Linked DNA regions of Oryctolagus cuniculus: region 1 is linked to region 2. A link is a contact called in public Micro-C data. All regions are on one chromosome and are shown on one strand. Each heading gives the region's core, a stretch centred on a gene start, on an enhancer-like site or on the middle of the called end of the contact. The rest is flanking DNA. Distances are from core to core; before and after follow the strand shown.

What was found. A called contact is a pair of places that touch in the nucleus more often than the background predicts.
Region 1: a Micro-C map of ear pinna shows a contact between it and region 2, with 6 times the contacts expected there. The contact joins the promoter of MRPL38 here to the promoter of EXOC7 in region 2. A contact is called at or near these places in 2 of 6 Hi-C or Micro-C datasets (ear pinna and an unstated tissue).

What each region holds. Positions count from the first base shown.
Region 1 is chr17:4,756,015-4,763,139 of mOryCun1.1, reverse strand. It overlaps MRPL38 (mitochondrial ribosomal protein L38), which reads right to left and starts at 3,772. Exons shown (of 9, transcript XM_070060293.1): 1 at 3,572-3,772; 2 at 3,292-3,471; 3 at 1,336-1,470; 4 at 1,051-1,259; 5 at 684-756; 6 at 503-548; 7 at 1-43. The coding sequence starts at 3,638.
Region 2 is chr17:4,590,739-4,597,488 of mOryCun1.1, reverse strand. EXOC7 (exocyst complex component 7) reads right to left here and starts at 5,161. Exons shown (of 20, transcript XR_011383352.1): 1 at 5,014-5,161; 2 at 4,798-4,863; 3 at 2,974-3,158; 4 at 2,738-2,843; 5 at 1,681-1,903.

The sequences.
Region 1 (7,125 bases), core at 2,523-5,022, 170 kb before region 2:
GGTCTCCTGTCCCTCTGCCACCCGGCTGCCCGGGATGTTGGTTCTGTCGGGGGGGACAGCATCTGCTGAAACCCCCAGCGGGGGAGGCGGGGAACACAGACCCTGGAGGTCAATGCGCGTCTCTGGACACACCCAGACGCACTGGACGGGACGGGAGGGGAGGGCTGGAGCAGCGGCTCAGGGCCGTGACGCCAGCAGGCCGTATCCAGAGACCATCGGGATGACACGAGGCTGAGCGGCTGGGGTCCCCTGCCCGGCCCCGCCTCCTGGCCTGCTCAGAGCCACGGCCACTGAGAACAAGGCGGCTGGGCCCAGGCACGCAGGGAGCGAGGCCCAGCGGCTCAGCGAGCATCTGGAGGCGTGGCAGCTGCCAGAGGCCTCTCGGGTCCTCTCCCCCTCTGCCCGTCTCCGCGTCCGATGGTGGGGAGGTATGGGCGACCCTCGTGAGCCGATGCAGCGCGTGGGGACTGGCTGCTCCTCCCAGCCCCCCCCAGGTACTCACACCAACCAGTGGAGGTACTCGGCGTCCGGCTCCAGCAGGTGCCCATCTGCAACGCAAACACACCCCACTCACCACGGGGGGAGCTGCAGCTCCGGCTCTGGAGCCAGGGACCCCCCCAGCTCCCCAGGGCCCTGGCCCATGGGAGCAGAGGCAGGAGGCCGAGCGGGCCCAAGACACCTACCCAGGTTGGTGAGCAGCAGGGTCCACCTGGAGCCCTCCTCTGCCTCGTAAGTCACCTCTGGGGCGCGGGCAGCCTGGTGGGGAGAACAGACCGGTCACTCCCACCGGACGGCCGGGTGGGCGCCGAGTGCCCTCCACAGCCCCGCCCACAGCAGCCCCGAGTTCTTTATGGAGCCCTACGGAGCGGCCTGTCCCCAGATCGGACCCCCAACAGGCCAGCGGCCAGGAGGGCACCCAGAGGCGGTGGGCCAGTCTCTGTGCTGTCATGGTGCTGTCTCCCAAGAAAGCAAAGCAACAGAGAGTGGCAAAGCCGCACCCGGGCCTGCCTGAGCACCCAGGGCAGGCAGGAGCGCGCGGCGAGCCCTCACCTCGGTCGGGGTCACCTCATTGCCGTAGTACACGGGCACCAGGTCCTCATCACCCACGGCGTAGGCCACGTGCAGGGGGACACGGGGCACGAAGGTGGCCCCGTGGAACAGGTCTCGGTAGAGGCCGCAGTACTTGGCCACACGCTGCTTGTGGTAGGGGCCGCACGTCCGCTCCCACTCGGCCCGCACGGCCTCCAGGGGGATGCTGGCTGGGAAGGAACGTGCCCGTTGGGGTGCAGGGTGGGGGCAGGGACGCACCCGGGCTCCCTCCCGCGAGGGCTTCACCTGTGCGGAGGCGGGCGGCCTGCTCCTCCCGCGGGTTGGCCCGCAGTTCCCGGAGGGCCTGTTTCCGTTCCAGCAGCTGCTGGGCCCGGCTGACCTGGGGTGGGGGCAGCCCAATGTCGATCTCACCTCTGGGATCTGGGGAGGGGAGAAGTGTTGGAAGAAGGCCAGGTCTCGGTGGAGCCCCTGTCCCTACCCAGTCCTCACCGTGATGTGCGCCTCCCAGCTTCAACAGGGACCAATGCTGCACAAATCCCACACAATTTTTTTAAAGGCTTATTTATTTGAGAGGCAGAGTTACAGAGAGAGGTCCTCTATCTGCTGGTTCACTCCCCGATGGCTGCAAGGGCCGGAGCTGGGCCAATCCCAAGTCAGGAGCCAGGAGCTTCTTCCAAGTCTCTCAGGTGGGTGCAGGGGCCCAAGCACTCGGGCCATCCTCCACTGCTTTCATAGGCGCATTAGCAGAGAGCCGGATCAGAAGAGGAGCAGCCGGGGCACCAACTGGCACCCACGTGGGCTGCCGGCACTGCAGGCGGAGGCTTTATCCACTGCACCACAGCGCGCGCCCCCAGGCCCATGTAACTGGAGGCTGCACTTTCTGAACCCCAAGCCAGGCCACTGTTATCTAGGTCAGGGGAAATCAGGTGGACGGCCATCCCAATTATGCAGCCAGGCACAGCACCTGTGCCCTGAGTGCCAGGAGCAGGCAGTTAGAACTCAGGGGACAGCGTGGTGGCACAGCAGGTTAAGCTGCCGCTTGCCACGGCAGCGTCTGCTATCTGAGTACCAGGTTCGAGTCCCGGCTGCTCTACTTCCGATCCAGCTTCCTGCTGATACGCTTAGGAAAGCAGCAGAGGACGGCCCACTGCACCCGCGTGGGAGACCAGGATGGAGCTCCTGGCTCCTGGCTCTGGTCTGACCCAGGCCCGGCTGTTGCAGCCATCTGGAGGGTGGGCCAGCGATGGATAATCTCTCTCCCTCTCAAGTAAGTAAACCTGAACAACAGTGGAAAACCCCTTCTCACATTTTAATGGAGACACATCACACCAGCTCTATTTACTCAACGTGCATCTGCTTTTCATCTATCCGAAAGGCAGAGCAACAGACGGGAAGGTCTGTCCGCAAAGCTGGTGCCAGGGCCAGCTGGGTCTCCCACGTGTGTGCCAGGGCCCAGGGGCTCAGGTCACCTGCCGCCTCCCCGGGGCACCAGCAGGGCACTGGATCAGAAACAGAGCAACTGGGAATCGAACCGGTGCCCATGAGGGATGCCGGCATCACAGGCTGTGTGGCTGAACCTGCTGCACCCCAGCACCGGCCCCCAGTCCAAGAACTTCAGTGGGGCTGGGGGTGGCATTGTGGTACAGCAGGTCTGCCTCTGGCTGCAGTGCCGGCATCCCACGTGGGCGCCAGTTCAAGTCCCGGCTGCTCCGCTTCCAATCCAGCTCCCTGGGACAGCAGTGGAGGGCGGCCCAAACGACCTGCTTGGTGAGACGCGGATGGAGTTCCGGGACCCTGGCTTCGAAGCGTAGCCCAGTCTGGCCATTTGGGGAGTGACCCAGCGCACGGAAGGCACGTCTCTCCCTCTGCCTTTCAGTGGACACACATCCTTTAATTTTCACACAACTGTGTGATAAAACACAATCGTTTTATTCTGCAGTTGAGAAACCGAAGCCTAAGCGACAGCAGCTCAGAGCCTACGTGCCCGGCGCCCTGGGATGAGGGGTCCCGTGGTGGGCAGGGCGGGCAGGGTACCTGGCGAGCTGGGGGAGGCGCGAACAGGACGTGGGGGGCGTGACCGCACACGGGGCGTCCCACGCGGGAACAAGGCAGGGGTGGGGCCCTAGTAACAGGGGTGAGGGGGGAGTTTCCCAGTAGGCCGCGCCGAGGACGTGAACCAAGGAGCCGACAGCGGACATCGAATGACGCCCCGAGCCCGCGCCCGCGCCCGCCGCCCCGCACCTGTCTCGGCCCCGAAGTACTCCCGGTAGGTCCGCCACCAGTGCGGGGCCCGCGCCTCCTGCTCGGCCCGGCGCCGATAGCGGTCGAAGCCGCGGTACTTCTCCAGCCGCTCCAGGTCGCTCACGTCGATGTCCTCGTTGGGCATCGGCCCGAGCGGGGCGGTCCGGCGGCTGAGCGCGGCTGCAGGCAGAGAGCGGGCGTCAGGCCAGCGGGAGCGGGGGGCAGGCCGGCTCGAGCTCCGGGGAACCTCCGAAGGCTCGCGCCCCCCAGGTCCCCTCACCCGAGGTGCTGAAGCCCCGCCAGCTCCGACTCCCACGCAGCACGGCTCGCCACCAGGGCGCCGCCATCTTTAGCCCGGCAGCCACTGTCTCTCCCGTAGCCCCGCCCCGGAAGCAGCGCTCCTCTCTAGAGACCCCGCCCCGGAAGCAGCTCGCATCGAAGCCCCGCCCCCGGAAGCAGCTCTCATCGAAGCCCCGCCCCGGAAGCAGTGCTCCTCTCCCGAGGTCCCGCCCCGGAGTCCGCGCCCCGGCAGTCGGGCGGCAGACGACGCCTTCCGGAAGTCCCGAGCCCTTTCCGCGGGCGGCCACCAGGGGGCGGCCGAGGCCGAGAGTAGAGCGAACGCCGAGCTCCCGCAGCGGTGCGGGCCTGGGTGGGAGCGCGCGGCGCGAGCTGGATTGTGGAACCGCAGCGCGGGGGGTTGAGGTCCACACTGTGACCTCCCCTTGGGCCCTGCCGTTTCCTCATTTGGGAAGAGCGCCGCGAGCCGCCCCAGAGGGAGGAGGCCGGCCAGCCCTGTCGGCATCGCTTCTGCGCACCTGCTCCGTGGTGCGCACCTGCTCCGTGGTGTGCACCTGCTCGTGGGCGGGGGGGCGGCGGCGCCCAGGCTCGGGGTGTTGCCTGGCCCCTCCGCACGTGAAGACACGCAGTGAGAGGCTCCAGGCTTGCTGGCCACCCGGGTGGTGATCTCTCCCCATCCTGACCTCCACTCAGTTGGGACTCGCTTGGCATCTTTAAATCTTTATTTGAGACAGGAACTGTCCATCCACTGGTTCCCCAAACGCCCACAGCAGCCTGGCGGAAGCTAGTGATGTCCTCCGGGTCTCCCACACGGGTGTAGGGGCCCAAGTACCTGGGCCATCCTCTGCTGCTTTTCCTAGGACATCAGCGGGGAGTTGGTCGGGAAATGGAGCGGCTGGGACTCGAACTGGCTCCTTATGGGATGCGGCACCACAAGCAGCTTCCCCGGCTATGCCCCGGCGCCGACCACGCCATCTTTTTTTAAATCCTTGTTACTTTGCATGGATATTTTTCTAGAAGGAGCTGAGTTAAGTGTTTGGGTTTTGATCTTAAGAATTTTTTTTAATGATTAAAAATAAGATTATTTGAAAGGCAAAGTTAGCGAGAAGGTGAGACAAAGATCTTCTATCCCCTGGTTCATTCCCCAAATGGCTGTAATGGCTGAGTCTGGAACTCCATCCAGGTCTCGTGGTGGGTGGCAGGAGCCCACGCACTTGGGCATCATCTGCTGCTTTCCCAGGTCCATTAGTGGGGAGCTGGGTCAGAAGTGGAGCAGCCAGCACTCGAACTGGCGCTCATATGGGATGCCGGTGTCACAGGCAGTGGCTTAGCCCACTGTGCCACAGCACTGCCCCCCCAATTTTTCTTTTTTCTTTTTTTTTTTTTTTTATTTGACAGGTAGAGTTATAGATAGTGAGAGAGAGGGACAGAGAGAAAGGTCTTCCTTCCGTTGGTTCACTCCCCTAATGGCCGCTACGGCCAGCGCTGTGCCAATCCAAAGCCAGGAGCCAGGTGCTTCTGGTCTCCCATATGGGTGCAGGGCCCAAGCACCTGGGCCATCCTCCACTGCACTCCCGGGCCACAGCAGAGAGCTGGCCTGGAAGAGGAGTCACTGGGACTAGAACCCAGGACCCCGACCGGGACTAGAACCTGGTGTGCCGGCACCGCAGGCGGAGGATTAGCCAAGTGAGCCGCGGCGCCCCCCCATTTTTCTAAGAATATTTTGAGGACAAGACCAGCAGCTACACAGCACTCAGCGCTGTGGCCCAGGAGAAAATGGTTGGGAGAATACAGCCTCTGTCACACCTCGACGCCCGTGACAGGCACGGAGGACAGTGCCCCTGGAACGTCACCGCCTGGCTGGGCCATGGGCACTGCCCAGTCACCCACGTCCAGGCCCCAGGTCCCGAGGGGGAGCCCTCACGGCTGTGCCCTGTGTCCCCTCCTCGGAACCACGTCAAGCAGTACCCCCGCAGTCACGCGAGCTCTCTAAGCTGCAGATAGAGCCCCGCTCAGCACGCACCGTCCAGGTGCCCAGTGCCGGGAGACAGAGGTGCGGAGTCGGTACAGGCACTGGGCCTCGCAGGGAAGGGGCCCACCTGGCAGCACCTGGGTCCCAGCCTCGGGTCCGGTTCCGGACTGCCGTTTCCTGCTAACGAGCGCCCCAGGAAGCACAGAGGTGGCTCCAACAGCTGGGTCCCTGCCGCCCACGTGGGAGACCTGGAGTGAACTCCAGGCTCCTGGCTTGGCCCAGCCCAGTTCTTGCCGTAGTGACGGTGCTCTCACGTAAGTAGACTTGTCTGGGTAAAGCTGTGTTTACTTGATAGACAGAGTTACAGAGAGGGAGAGAGAGAGAAAGGTCTTCCATCCACGGTTCACTCTCCAAACGGCCACAGCGACCAGCTGATCCGAAGCCGGGAAACAGGAGCTTCCTCCAGGTCTCCCATGAGGGTGCAGGGCCCAAGCACTCGGCCGTCCTCCACTGCTTCTCTGTGTGCGTTAGCAGAGAGCTAGATCAGAAGTGGAGCAGCCAGGACTCAAACCGGAGCCCATGTGGGATGGTGGCGCCACAGGTGGAGGCCTTAACCTACTACGCCACAGCACGGGCCCCCAGATAAGTAAATATTAAGAGTCCAAGTTCTTTCACAAGACCTACAAAGCCATCTCTCCCTGCTCCCTAAACTCTGGTTCCTTGAAGGCCAGACTCCCCGTGCGTCTCCCTGCACCACCCTCCACCAGCCCCCAGGTCCTCCATGACCAAGTGCCGGCTGCCTCCGTGACAGCACGCCTGTCGTGAGACCCCCGCTCTTGGCACAGACCTGCTCAAGTGTGTGGCGAGGACCCAGTTCCGGGCTCCCCCGGGGTGCTCGGTGCTTCCCGTCAGCCTGAACGGAAGCAGCTGTGACCTGTGCCCCTCACGCCCACACAGCTCCGTGCGCCCTGCTCCCCTAGGGGCTGAGGCCGACTGCCTGGGGCTTAGAGGTCGCCAGAGGGAACCCAGACGCGGGCCTTGCCCTCCGTTGTCGTCTGGGGGAAGGTACTCAGTTCCGCGAGCCCGTTCCCCTGGGTCATGCGCTGGTGCTGCCTGTTGGCGCTGAAGAAGTGCGTGTGGGCAGCGGAGCCTGGCCCTGCCCAGTCTTCCAGGCTGGTTTCACGGGAATGCTGTTGGCCCCTGGGGGCTCCGTTCTCCAGCAAATAATGGACAGAGAGCAGCCGTTTCCAAATGACGGGCCACTGCAGGTCTAAGCATCGTCAGGGGGCAGGCACTTGGCACGGATGCCAGTGCCCCACGTCCCTCCCGCCTCCACTCCCGGTTCCGGCTCCCTGTTAGTGCAGGGGACGACGCCCCAGTACCTACGTCCCTGCCACCATGTGAGACTCCGGTTAACTTCCCACTCCCAGCTTCTGTCTGGCTCAGCCCCAGCTGTTGCAGGCATTTGGGAAATAAACTCAGTGGATGAATCTCCCTTTCTCGCTCTGCCTCTCAAATAAATATTAAAAAAAAAAAAAAAAAAAAAAAAAAAAAAAGGGAATCCA
Region 2 (6,750 bases), core at 3,912-6,411:
TGTAACATGGACTCTCAAGTAAATAAAAATAAATCTTGAAGAAAAGTGAGAGGGCACGCCTGCCAAGAATTTGATGTGTGAACACACTCACAAGGAAAAGAGGGCGGAGAACCAGAGAACTGGATATTCACTGGAATTTCCATTTGATAAACTTTCTGCTTAACTCAAGATACATTTTGTTTAAGTATCCTAGGACTAGTTAAAGAAGATGGCAGAAATGATGGCTCCAACCACAGAACATTATGCAGCTGTCAAGAACAAGTTCAAGGGACGTTGTGAGGGCATCGTTTAAAACATTGTACCAGGGCAGCACCGTAGCGTAGTGGGTGAAGCTATTGCCTGCAGTGCCAGCATCCCATATGGGCGCTGGTTCAAGTCCCGGCTGCTCCTCTTTCCATCCAGCTCTCTGCTGTGGCCTGGGAAGGCAGTGGAAGATGGCCCAAGTGCTTGGGCCCCTGCACCCAGGTGGGAGACCCAGAAGAAGCTCCTCGCTCCTGGCTTTGGATTAGTTCAGCTCTGGCCATTGTGGCCATCTGGGGAGTGAACCAGCGGATGGAAGGTCTCTCTCCCTCTCTGCAACTCTGTCTTTCAAATAGATAAATAAATCTTAAAAAAAAAAAAAAAAAAAAAAAAAGGATGGGCCGGTGCCATGGCTCACTAGGCTAATCCTCCGCCTGCAGCGCTGGCACCCCAGGTTCTAGTCCCGGTTGGGGCGCCGGATTCTGTCCCGGTTGCCCCTCTTCCAGGCCAGCTCTCCGCTGTGGCCCGGGAGTGCAGTGGAGGATGGCCCAAGTGCTTGGGCCCTGCACCCCATGGGAGACCAGGAGAAGCACCTGGCTCCTGGCTTCAGATCGGCGCAGCGCTGGCCATAGCGGCCATTTGGGGGGTGAACCAATGGCAAAGGAAGACCTTTCTCTCTGTCTCTCTCTCTCTCCTCGCTGTCTAACTCTGCCTGTCAAAAAAAAAAAAAAAAAAAAAAAAAAAAGATGACTTTCACTTTAAAAGAAAACAGCATTGTGCCCAGTACACAGACTCTGATATGTAAGCACTGCGTAAATGAACGTAGGATATCAAGAAGGGAGAACACATGTGGTGAACCTCTCTCATACACACACGGTTGCAAAAAGATTTTTTGAAAGTGAAAATAAACCATGAGGAGCTCATCTTTGGGTTACGACGCCGCAGGCTCAGAGGAGTGGGGCAATGGACTTCGACTCTAACCTGGGGCTTTCTGCACGATTTGAAAATTTTACAGTGAATCAGAAAAAGTGAACATGAAAGTAAGGTTTTGGGGGGCTGGCGTTACGGCGCAGTGGGCTAAGTCACCACTTGTGATACCAGAGAGCCGATCGGAGCCCCGCCTATTCCGCTGCTGATCCAGGACTGGAAAAACAGTGGATGACGGCCCAGGTACCTGGGCCCTGCCTCCCGTGTGGGAGACCTGAATGGAGTTCCTGGCTCCTGGTTTCGGCCTGGCTCAGACCTGGCCAGTGTGGACATCTAGGGAGTGAACTAGTGGACAGAAAACACATACCCCTCTCCTTTGCCCTGAAGAAATAAATCTTAAAGAAAAAAAGGGTTGTGTGACATTGTTTCCTACTAAACTTCTTTTTACTAAAAATACCCGGGCGAGGGCCAGGGCCAGGGCCAGAGCCAGGGCCAGGGCCAGCGCAGCCTCACCTTGGTTGCGGCCGTACTCCGCCAGCCAGCGGGAGATGCGGGTCACGTCCTGCAGCGCGCTCTCCGGCAGGTGCTCCAGGCCCACGTCCTCCTGCAGCTCCAGCTCGTCGTCGCCCCCGATCAGGTCCAGGATGAGCACCGGGGACACGACCTTGCTGTGCCGGGTCATCAGGCTGCGGAACTCGGACTCCAGAGACTCCTTCCCCCGCTCAAAGAGCAGCTTCTGCGGGCACAGGAGGCGGCGGCCGTGGGCTGTGGCCGTGGGCTGTGGCCGTGGGCGGTGGCCGTGGGCTGTGGCCGTGGGCGGCGGCCGTGGGCTGTGGCCGTGGGCGGCGGCCGTGGGCGGCGGCCGTGGGCGGCGGCCGTGGGCGGCGGCCGTGGGCTGTGGCCGTGGGCGGTGGCCGTGGGCTGTGGCCGTGGGCGGTGGCCGTGGGCGGCGGCCGTGGGCTGTGGCCGTGGGCTGTGGCCGTGGGCAGCTGCGTGGCCAGTGCTGGTTTGTGAGCCCTGGCTGCTCTACTTCCAACCCAGCTCCTTGCTAAGGCGCCTGGGAGAGCAGCAGGTGACAGCGGAGTGTTGGGGTCCCTGCCACCCACGTGGGAGACCCACACGGAATCCGGGCTCCTGTTTCAGTCTGGTCCAGCCCCGGCTGCCGTAGGCATGAGGGGAGGAAACGGGTGGACGGGAGATTTCTCCCTCTCTCTGTCGTCCCCTGCATCGTCATCTCCCATCGCAGGGTGAGCATAAGCAGGAGGCCGGGGCTCCACGCCCCGAGCGTGCACTTAGAAAGGTTACGATGGCAAACCTTGTATGATGCATGTTTACCACGATAAGCCGCAAATCAGCTCTAGAAACCAAATGCTGCATTTACACCTTCTATGCGGTTTACACGTACACCTACGCCATCTGAAGCAGAGGTCTTGCCTTCGACGCATGCGTATCAGGTTGCAGTCCGCCCTGTGTTCTCCACAGCCCTCTCCATGCTGACCCAGCGTGCCCCGGGCGATGGGGACCGGGCTGCGCGTCCCCTCACCTCTCCCACGGCCCCTCGGCCCCTTACCACTTTGTTGAGCTCCGGGCTGTCTGGGCTGTTGTCCTGGAAGTACTCCACAGCCTTCTGGATCTTGGCCATGCTCCCCAGGTACTCCTCCAGCCTCCCTGTGGGGCTGCGGCGGAAAGGACCCGGCTCAGCGGGAGGGGGAGGGGGAGCACGCGGTGCGGGGCTGCACGGTCAGGCATTCCACGGCCCCTTCCGCGGCCCAGGGCACTGGGCCAGGACCCGAGGGCCGGGCTCACCCCTCCCTGATGATCCTCTCGGTGTCGCTGGCCACGTGGTAGTAGCTGATGACGTGGTCCAGGCAGGACAGCGTCTTCTCCACGTTCTCCTGCAGCCGCTGCAGGTTCTCCGTCTGCTTGTGCACGGGGATGATGGAGTTCTCCAGCCTCATGAGACGGCTCTCGAAGGACGACAGGATGGACACCTGCGGGGAGGCCCCGGCGTTCAGCGCCCTCAGCACCGCGGTCTCTGCGCTTCCACACGGGAAGCTCCACGCGGGAAGGGACAGGATGGACCCGTCCCCCGCTGCATCCCTCATGTGCCTGACACAGAGCAGGTGGTCCAAAACGTGCCAGCTGAAATTTGGGGGCTGGCACTCTGGGCTAAGCCTCCTCCTGTGGCACTGGCATCCCATATGGGCGCCAGTTTGTCTCCTGGCTGTTCCTCTGCTACGGCCTGGGAAAGCAGTGAAGACGGCCCAAGTGCGTGGGCCCCTGCATGGCAGACCCAGAAGCAGCTCCCGGCTCCCGGCTTCACATGGGTGCAGCTCCGGCTGTCGCGGCCATCTGGGGAGTGAACCAGTGGATGGAAGACCTCTCTCACAGACCTCCCCCATCTCCCTGTAGGAGGCGCAGGAGAAACCCAAAAAGAGGAAAAAGCAAAAGCCCCAGGAGGCTCCTCAGGAGAACAGGATAGAGCAGCCGCCTGCCTCTTCCTCCAAACCTAAGAAAAGGAAATCTTTTCCCAAGGAGGAGCTGGTCTGTCTCTCCCTCTCTCTGTCTGTACGCTACCTCTCAAACAAACAAATCTTTAAAAAGAAAAAAGGAAAAAAGGTCGGCGCCGCGGCTCACTAGGCTAATCCTCCGCCTGCGGCACTGGCACACCGGGTTCTAGTCCCTGTCGGGGCGCAGGATTCTGTCCTGGTTGCTCCTCTTCCAGGCCAGCTCTCTGCTGTGGCCAGGGAGTGCAGTGGAGGATGGCCCAAGTGCTTGGGCCCTGCACCCCATGGGAGACCAGGAGAAGCACCTGGCTCCTGGCTTCAGATCAGCGCGGTGTGCCAGCCGTGGTAGCCATTTGGAGGGTGAACCAACGGGAGGAAGACCTTTCTCTCTGTCTCTCTCTCTCACTGTCTAACTCTGCCTGTCAAAAAGAAAAAAAAAAAAAAGATTTGAAGGCAAAATAAGCATCAAATTAATTCTTCCTAGAGTAATCACCCCAGACTTCTACCCTGAGAAGCCAAGTCTCGATTTCTGTTCTCAGCGAAGCCTTCTCAGGCGGAAGGTAAAGCCGCTTCACACAGAGCAGCCTCAACGGCACTGCCGGTGCCCCCGAAACCCTCTCCCACCATCAGCACTGAGACTTCACTACAGGGTGACAAATAAAAGTCCAAACCCATCATTCACTCAATTCGCGCTCGTCCAGTCTCCGCTAGGAATGCAGACTCATTTACTGAGCGCCTGCTGTATACCAGGCCGTGGGTTCACAGCAATAGCTCTCACGGCCTCCAGACTGGGAGGTTGACCTTGACGCTGCGGCTCCGAGGCACCTGTCGGGAGCCACAGAAGGGGGACTGGGGGCACGGACCAGATCTCGGCTCTGAATTCAGAGCTCCTCCTACCCCAGAGCCCCTGGGACCGCCCATCGCCGAAAGGACCTGCACTGGACGGTACCCGGACCACTACATGGACAGACGGAGCGCGGCAGGGCCGCAGCGTCCCCAGCCAGGGGCCGGAACACGGGGAGGGCGCACGGTGGCAGCTGTCCACTGTGGCTGGGGAGCCCCGCCTCGCCCCCGGCGCCCCCGGCCCTGGGCTCTCCCCCGGGGCCCGCGAGCCCCTCCTCACCATGTTCTTGGTGAGCTGGTCGCTCTTCTCCAGGCTGTCTCGGATGAAAGACAGCGTCTCCTCCTCCTGCGGGGAGCGGAGAGCGGGCCATTAGCAGAAGCAGAGGGCTGACCCAGCCCACCGCTTCCCGGCCCCCCGGCCAAGCCCCCAGCCCCTCTCCCACCACTGCCCCGGCCCGGCTCCCGGCCCCTGCCCCTCACCGCGTGCCCAGCCCACCTGCTTCAGCTTGTCTTCGATCTCCCGCCGCCGGGCGGACGCCTCTTGCGGGGGAATCATCGCTCCAAACCGTGCGGCCTCCACTCCTCAGCGTCTTCCCGCAGCGGGCCCGCTCGGCTCCCGTCCCTGTCACACCCACTTCCGCCCTTAGCCCCGCCCCGGGCGCGTGTGGAGCCATGTTGGGAGTGGCAGGCAGAAATGCGCCTGCGCAGAGCTCAGGCATAGGCATGGGTGGGCGGCCATTTTAAGTGTGGCAGGAGAGGAAGGCAGACCCGGAGCGCCCTGTTTTCTGTCGGTGCTGACTCGCGCTTTGGGTGCAGGCGCCAAAGTTCTCCTTCCCCTTCCTTTGCCTGCCCACCCTGCCTGCGGCCCCATTCCCTGGGGAAGCACATGGCGGTACTGCTTCCTGCTTTGTTAGTCGCCCTGGGTCCAGGTGTCCGGGCACGGGCAGGCATAGAATGCGGCAGGTGCTGTGGGGTAGCAAGGTTTGGGGCTGTCAGGTGGTTGGGCACAAGTGACGGGGGTGGGGAGGGTTGGAGGCACAAAACCGTCATCCGAGGGTCACCCGGCTTTCAGTTTAACTTGTGTTTAAAGTACTCTGATACAGTGGCGTCCAGGCAAACCATTTACAAACCTAAGTCTAGTTTGTAGCCACATGCCCAGACAGCCCAAAGGGCTGCAGCTCCCAGGTGTCAATCACAAATGCCAATCATGGTCAGAGCCGCACTAGTCAACGCCCCTCAGTCTTTAGGGATAAAAGCCCCAAGCCAGGAGGAAGGGTTGCCAAGTGCTCTCTGGACTGGCGGAAGGTACCTCGTGGAACCTCCACCTGGGTCTCCCCCGTGGGCGCAGGGGCCCACGCACTTGGGCCCCATCCGGCTTTCCCGGGCGCCTTAGCAGGGAGCTGGATCTGCAGGGGAGCAGCCGGGACTGGAACCCGCGTCCCTACAGGAAGCCGGTGTCACAGGCGATGAGCAGGCAGCTGGGCCCGCTGTGCCACGGCTGGGATAGGAAGCTGATGTCGCAATGCACAGAGCAAGGCGCTGGGCAGCCATGGGCCTGATTCCTGGGCCACTGAGGAGGAGGGGCGAAGGGTCTCGCGGAGGAAGCTGGAACGAGATGGGTGTGCAGTGCCTGTGTGGGCTCCTGGTTGGGTGGTGGTAGCCCGCCTTCCCCTGGTTAGCCAGGCTGCGGTGTTCTCTGTGTAATGTTATGGTGGCCCCGCGGGCTTCAGTCTGGGGGCTACAGGCAGGTGTGGTTACTTTCTAGCCGGACCTGGCGTTCCCTGAAGAGAAGCCCCTCCAGTCAATGCCCACCACCACGCCGGCAATGACCTCTTGCACCCAGTGATTGGAGCCTGGTGGGCCGGCTCTCCCTCGCTCTTCGGGCATGGTTCACCTGCTAGCAAAAGGCAGGGGGGCCGGCGCTGCGGCTCACTAGGCTAATCCTCCACTTTGCGGCGCCAGCACACCGGGTTCTAGTCCCGGTCGGGGCGCCGGATTCTGTCCCGGTTGCCCCTCTTCCAGGCCAGCTCTCTGCTGTGGCCAGGGAGTGCAGTGGAGGATGGCCCAAGTGCTTGGGCCCTGCACCCCATGGGAGACCAGGAAAAGCACCTGGCTCCTGCCATTGGATCAGCGCGGTGCGCCGGCCGCGGCAGCCACTGGAGGGTGAACCAATGGCAAAGGAAGACCTTTCTCTCTGTCTCTCTCTCTCTCACTGTCCACTCTGCCTGTCAAA